2 separate regions of the Pan troglodytes genome follow, and region 2 is linked to region 1. A link is a contact called in public Hi-C data. All regions are on one chromosome and are shown on one strand. The core of a region is the stretch at or near the end of the contact, and the rest is flanking DNA. Distances in the headings are between cores, read along the strand shown. Region 1 overlaps TMIE (transmembrane inner ear). Region 2 has its middle 15 kb from the start of MYL3.

Region 1 (3,652 bases), core at 853-3,352:
CATGCCAACCACACCCACATGCATGCCAACCACACATGTGCCCAACCTCACACATGTTCCCCAACTTTATGTACATGTCTGACCCCACACATATATCCAGGGGAAAGTACTGAGGAATGGTGTCTTCTTGTCAATAGCTCACCCTGGCAGGGAGAAAAGAGCCTGAGAATCAGGTACCAATCCCAGCCCACAGATCCTCTGGGTTACCTGGGACAGATTGCTGATCCTCTCTTGAGTTCTGCAACCCATGCTGAAGGGTGGCATTCACTAGATGAAGAAGCGCCTGGCTCATGACAGATGCCTAATCCATGTTTATGGACCTGGGGGAAGAAGGGCTGGATGGTCGAACTACAGGTTGCCTTTCTTCTCAGAGAACCAGAAGGGACTTCTCGTGTCTGTCCTTATTTGGTAATCAGTGCACAACATCTCGCTCATATGCCCCAGGGTTCTCTCTCCCTCAGAGGACAGACCCCTCTCCCTGTCCCTCAGCCACACTAAGTGACAGACATGGGGTCATATCCATCTCTGGTCAGGGACAGATCTTACTCAAATTCTACAGTGTGGGTCCATGTCCCTTCAGACCTAGGCAGGACTGTGTCCCCTAGACACCCAGGGTAGAGCTGTGTCCCCTAGACACCCAGGGCAGGACCGTGTCCCCTAGACACCCAGGGTGGACCATGTCCCTAGACACCCAGGGTGAAGCATATCCCCTAGACACCCAGGGCGGACCATGTCCCCTAGACACCCAGGGTGGACCATGTCCCCTAGACACCCAGGGCAGGACCATGTCCCTAGACACTCAGGGTGGACCATGTCCCCTAGAGACCCAGGGTGGACCATGTCGCCTAGACACCCAGGGCAGGACCATGTCCCCTAGACACCCAGGGCAGGACCATGTCCCTAGACACCCAGGGCGGACCATGTCCCCTAGACACCCAGGGTGGACCATGTCCCTAGACACCCAGGGTGAAGCATATCCCCTAGACACCCAGGGCGAAGCATATCCCCTAGACACCCAGGGCGGACCATGTCCCCTAGACACCCAGGGCGGACCATGTCCCTAGACACCCAGGGTGGACCATGTCCCCTAGACACCCAGGGAAGGACCATGTCCCTAGACACCCAGGGCAGGAACATGTCCCCTAGACACCCAAGGTGGACCATGTCCCTAGACACTCAGGGTGGACTATGTCCCCTAGAGACCCGGGGTGGACCATGTCGCCTAGACACCCAGGGCAGGACCATGTCCCCTAGACACCCAGGGCAGGACCATGTCCCCTAGACGCCCAGGGCAGGACCATGTCCCCTAGACGCCCAGGGTGGACCATGTCCCCTAGACACCCAGGGCAGGACCATGTCCCTAGACACCCAGGGTAGGAACATGTCCCCTAGACACCCAAGGTGGACCATGTCCCTAGACACTCAGGGTGGACTATGTCCCCTAGAGACCCAGGGTGGACCATGTCGCCTAGACACCCAGGGCAGGACCATGTCCCCTAGACACCCAGGGCAGGACCATGTCCCTAGACACCCAGGGCAGGACCATGTCCCCTAGACACCCAAGGTGGACCATGTCCCTAGACACTCAGGGTGGACTATGTCCCCTAGAGACCCAGGGTGGACCATGTCGCCTAGACACCCAGGGCAGGACCATGTCCCCTAGATGCCCAGGGCAGGACCATGTCCCTAGACACCCAGGGTGGACCATGTCCCCTAGACACCCAGGGCCAGGGTCATGTCCCTAGACACCCAGGGTGGACCACGTCCCCTAGACACCCAGGGCCAGGGTCATGTCCCTAGACAGCCAGGAGCAGGGTTGTCTCCCCTCAGACCTGGGCAGAACTATGTCCCCTAGACACCCAGGAGAAGGGCTGTGTCCTCTCAGACCTGGGGCTGGGCCATGTCCCTTAGATATCCAGGATGAGGCCATGTCCTCTCAGAACTGGGGCAGGACTGTGTCCTCTAGACCCTGGGGCAGTGTCCTATCCCCTCAGTCCCCCAGGGCAGGGTCATGTCCATCTGGAAAGTGGGAGTGTCTGGCTGTGCTCTATTCAGGCTTGCTACAGCCGCACTTCTGCCTTTTGGCCTCCAGGTGTCGCCACAGCACTGCAGACCTTTTATTTATCCAGTGCCTGTCCTGTGGACACTCTGGGAGAGTCTTCTGTTCAGAGTGACTCCTAGTAGGGTAGGCGACCAAAGGAGGCCACCTGGCAGGGGTCCAGGCCAGCTGGCAGAACTATGTGGCCCAGACTCCTAGCTCCACACCCCACCCTCACTGGGGAGATGTGAGAGCAAAGCCAGTTAGCCAGCACCCCCCAGGCCTCGCCTTGTCTCTGGCCTTGGTCCTGAGACCCCATCTGCCTGGGTGGAGCCCAGGACTGGAGTAGGAGGGTGTGTTCATAGGGGCCTTGAACCTGGCCAGGACAAGCCATCCACATTTGCTCCTCCAGGCCTTGGTTTCCCCAAGCATCAACCACCCTCCCACTTCAAGTACCTGGCTCTGCTCAGTTCTCTTGCTCTAAATCTGGAACTTTCCAAGGTCTAGGGTGTTGGTAGCGCATGCTTAAGAGAGTTGATTCTAGGAGATTCTGATATGCTTGGGCTGAGTGTTTGCTGAGACCTGGGCCCTTCTCAGCTGGTTCCAGCCAGCTGGCCTCTGCCTAACTCACTCCCCTCTCTCCTGACCCACAGCCCAGCACGGCCCCACCCAAGCCCAAGCCGCCTCCGCTGACCAAGGAGACAGTGGTGTTCTGGGACATGCGCCTGTGGCACGTGGTGGGCATCTTTTCGCTCTTCGTGTTGTCCATCAGTGAGTAGCTGTTCCCTTCCCTCTCCACCACACTGCAGTGGGAACACAGCACCCCCTGCCCCCCAGAGGGCTCAGAGCAGCAATTCCGGGCAGTGCAAGTAGGCCAGGCACCCGCAGGAGACCCGCGGTGGTTTCTGGCACCTCCTGATCCACACAAACTCCCCGTAGAGGGCTGACAGGCCGGTGGTGACCTGAAGTATTCTGCAGGACCCAGGGAGGTAGCCACATGGCAATTATGGTAATTACAGGGAACTCCACTGAACCAAGGACTGGGACGAGGACGTGTCATTTTTCCCTATGGCTGGCCTCCTGATGCTTTTCCTGCAGTTTGGCCAGCTTAAAGGCCCACACCCAGGGGCCCCAGCAAGGCCATCCTCCACTAGAGGCTCCCCAGACACCCAGCAGATGTGGCTCCCAGGCTTCGATCCCTGCCTTGTCAAATACCATTTTCCGGGAGTGACTCACACCCGCCTCAATTAAAAGCAGGAAACCCATTCCTCTCCTGGCCTCTGGGAGCTTCTTGATGCAAAGTCGCAGCAGAAATGGGCTTGGCCGGCTCCCCTTAGCCCTCCCCTCAGAATGGAGGTCTGGAGTTGGGGAAGGGGACAGGAAGGCACAGGAGACAGAGGCCAAGTGGGGAGGCTGCCATGGCACAAAGCAGTCTGACAGAGGTTCCCACGAGGCAAAAGCAGAGTGGGGGGGAATGTAGGAGGTAAAAGGAGAAGCAGCCCACTCCCCTGCAAAGGCGTCACAGAGGAGGGTCCTCTGAGCTGCAGACCGGTGGGAGGGTAGGTGGGGTTTTGCAGGAGGGAAGGCTGGAAAGGCATTCCGGGAGAGGGGATA
Region 2 (3,652 bases), core at 391-2,890, 140 kb after region 1:
GAACAGGAAGGCTGGAGGTCACTGAACCTTGAACCTTAGTGGCCCCAGCACCTTGTGATGGGCCCTGAGGGTACCGCCCTGTGTGAAGGGCCTCAGAACCCCAGCACTCCCAAGGACCGGAGCCAAGGTGGGGATATGGGCACTGTAGTGATATTGATCACCAGACACTGGGTGGGGAGCTGGGCTGGAGCGGGTGCTTCGGAGCATCCAAGGTTCCCTCCACCCATCAGGCCAGTCCTCACCTTGGGCACTCACCTCAGCGACCTACTATCCCAGCTTCGGGTAGATGTCACCCAGCTGCACTGGGAACTATGGGAGGTAGCCCAGGCCATGCAGCACCTGCCAGCCTTCCCGCCTGGGCTCACAGGGCTGTCATGCTCCCATCCTCCTCCCTTCACCCTACAGCTGGGCCATGGCTCTGAGACAGTGACCTTGCCTGCAGGATGGCGCACATGAGTCTTTCACCCCTCCTTACCAGCTATTTCCCCTGGGCCCAAAGCACAGGATTGCAGAGGGCTGGTGGGGCTGAACTTGCCAGGAGCTTGGGTCCTCCATGTCCCCACCTGTGAGATAGAGAGGACACCCTATCCTGACCAGTCCACCACAGGGTGCCTAAACTGTAAAGTGCATCTGCAGTACCCACGGGGGTCTTCAGCTCCCAAAACACTGGGGCAAGCTGGGTGAGGGATGTTATTTAACTGGAATGGCTATGGTTTGCAGAACCAGAGCTTCCAAATTACTTAGCAAAACATGTTTGCTTTTTAATTAACATGTGCTTGAAAAACAATGGTTTTCATTAAAGTGGGTGGGGGAGAGAAGGGACTGTAGGGGAGAATATTTCAAGGAGCTCCAAGTTCCAGGCCAGACTTCTTAAAAATAAAGTGGGAGTCTTGCCCCAAGCCGGCAGAGGCTGGGAGGCAAGATTCCCTGCTGGACAGCCCAAGGAACAGCCCTACTACCTGCCTCCACCACTCTCTGGCTCCCTGGCTGAGAATCTGCCCTTTCGCTGATGGCTCAGTTACTTACCTACTATTCCCTGGGCCACTCTGGGAAGGGGAGGTCTTTTTTTTTTTTTTTTTTTTTTTTTTTTGGAGATGGAGTCTCACTCACCCTGTCACCTAGGCTGGAGTGCAGTGTCTTGATCTCAGCTCACCACAACATCCGCCTCTGGGGTTCAAGCAATTCTCCTGCCTCAGCCTCCTGCATAGCTGGGATTACAGGCACGCACCACCACGTCCAGCTAATTTTTCTATTTTTAGTAGAGACAGGGTTTTGCATTGTTGGCCAGGCTGCTTGAACTCCTGACCTCAAGTGATCCGCCTGCCTCGGCCTCCCAAAGTGCTGAGATTACAGGCATGAGCCACCGCGCCTGGCCGGTGTGGTCTTTTATAAAGCAGTCTTGGCGTTCAATGAATGAGGTCCACCAGGCAGATAAGCAAAAGGAAACAGCATGAGTAACAACCTGAAAGCATGGGCCTGGAAGCCACTGATGTCCAAGCCCCAGGGAGATTGGGGCAGGGAGGCTGAGCTGGTGCCAAGGACATAAGGGTGGGAAGGGAGGATGAACTCACATGGAGCAGAGGGGATATGTGAGGAACTGGCCAGAGGAAGTGGAGGGCTGGGAGACTGGAAGCAGGACGCATTCCAAAGCCTCAGGGCTTGCTCCCCAGAGGCTGATGGGCAGGATTGCAGGTTCAGTCAGTCCAACAGGGGGCAGCGTTGACTCCATCATCCAGCATGGAGAAGGCATGCCATCGGTGTTCAATAAATGCATGTAGAAGGGTGAGAATGAAGAGATGATCCCTCCGAGTCAACCACACCTTCTCCTATTTCTGGCCTTTTGGGGACAGGGTTAGCACCAGCGTGCAGCCTGAGGTCAGATGTCAACATACGGTTGGGACACATTCCACCCATTCACCCATACAGACCAAGGGAAGGTGGAGGGGAAGCTTCTGGGGAGTGAGGGCATCCCCAGGGGTCGGGTCAGATGCCCAGAACCCCCAGCAACCGGCAGCCTGCCCAGGACCCTGTTTCTCATTTGGGGCCTTCTTGCTTCCCCCAACCCACACCCCCACATGAAACGTGCCTGCCTATACTTAATTCATTATGCTCGGCTGGGTGGGAGGCCTGGCGAGCAGGGTTTTTTTTTTCCCCTGAGCTCAGACATTCCTCACTTTATTATTCTCCACATTTCAAAGCAGCTGTCGCCTCCCCCAACCGCCCCCAGCCCGAAGCTCAGAGTCCAGAAGGGGCCTCTCTAGGGCTCAGAACACCAGAGTCTCCAACACCTCCAGCCCGGCACAGGAGGAGAATTAAGGCCAGAGATGGATAGGGTAGCACCCCAGGGAGACCTGCAGGGCTCTTCCCCAACAGTCTGCACCTGAACTTATCCTCCCCTAAGTGCCGCAGTCACCCTCCCATAACACTGTCTTCTTGCCTCTCTGCACCCACTCTGTTCCACCCTCCACACAGGTGACCACAGTGGTCCCTTCATAACACAAACACAACCCCTGCCTCCCCCACTGGAGCAGGTGCTAGAAGAATTATCAAAGTCCCTGCCCTGCTCAGGCCCCTGGCAAACTGAGCCCTCACTGAGTCAGTGGCCTTACAGAGGGCAAGGCCCATCCCTAGAAAATAGCAGGGCCAGGGTCAGCCTAGTGAACCACAAAGGGGCCAGCCAGGGGAGAAACAGTTCTGGAGACTCAATTTCAGAGAAACAGGGAGGCCCTAGACAGATTTCTCCCCTACATCTGAGAGCTGCCCATGCAGAGCTTCCTTAGCAAGGGCTAAGATCCCTGTTGCATTTAAGCAAGCAGCAGCTTGGTCAGACTTGCCCTGGAAAAGAGGTTGGAGGAGGGACTTTGGCCCCAGGAGAAAATGGGGCAGGGGTCCAAGTGGGGCAGGCAACCCGGGGACCTGGAAACTGAGTCTGGATGTCCCTGTCAGCACTCAGGCTGTCTTGCCCACACTCACCCTATCACTGGGCATGCCCACTCAGGCCTGGGGCTTGATGGTAGCATTCTCGAGTGCCCAGGAGGGTAGAGGTGACTCTGTAATGTGGCCCCAGAGGATTCTTGGAGTCCACTGCAAGCCTGGGAGCCGAGAGCCCTCCCATACGTCCAGCTCTACTCTGTGAAACACCCCAAGGACTCCATCACTATGAGAAAGGCCCCCTCTTGAAGACGGACTGCACAGAGCCTGAGTCAGCCCTCAGAGCAGGCCCCTTTCCAGCAATAGAGCTGTCCCAGCCTAGAGCTTGGGATCCGGCCATGTCACCCTCTTGAGAGCTCCCAGCCCAGGGCCCCCCACTGAGCCTGGGCCATACAGAGGGAAACCTTGCTTCCCCTCTCATCCCTCAGCCTCAAGATCCATCCACCTTTCCCGGGGCTAGAAGCCATTGAACATTTGCCTTCCTGCCACAGCAGCCACCATCCCACACCTTGTGCTTCAGCTATGGATGAGAGGTCACTGCCATGAGCTTCCCCACCTCCAGCTGCAGGCCCCAGAGGTGGAAACAGGTATGGACATCCAGAGGTTTGGGGACACTCAGAATCTCAGGATCCCAGATACTCCAACAAAGAGCTGAGGCATCTTCTCCCTTGTGCCCCACCACCCCCTAGCCCTGACCTCACAGCACCTGGTTGTCCCACAG

The links. A called contact is a pair of places that touch in the nucleus more often than the background predicts.
Region 2: a Hi-C map of induced pluripotent stem cells shows a contact between it and region 1, with 1.9 times the contacts expected there. The contact joins two enhancer-like sites. A contact is called at or near these places in 3 of 7 Hi-C or Micro-C datasets (induced pluripotent stem cells and stem cell-derived neural progenitor cells).

What each region holds. Positions count from the first base shown.
Region 1 is chr2:50,711,324-50,714,975 of NHGRI_mPanTro3-v2.0_pri, forward strand. TMIE (transmembrane inner ear) reads left to right here. Exons shown (of 4, transcript XM_054681728.2): 2 at 2,692-2,809. Among named protein-coding and RNA genes, the nearest start is that of ALS2CL, 12 kb to the left of the region's middle. Within about 2 kb of position 2,103, at least 1 of the 24 cell types and tissues checked has an H3K27ac peak or open chromatin away from gene starts, as enhancers often do. A contact at or near this core is called in induced pluripotent stem cells, where this site is marked.
Region 2 is chr2:50,855,546-50,859,197 of NHGRI_mPanTro3-v2.0_pri, forward strand. No RefSeq gene overlaps it. Among named protein-coding and RNA genes, the nearest start is that of MYL3, 15 kb to the right of the region's middle. Within about 2 kb of position 1,641, at least 2 of the 24 cell types and tissues checked have an H3K27ac peak or open chromatin away from gene starts, as enhancers often do. A contact at or near this core is called in induced pluripotent stem cells, where this site is marked.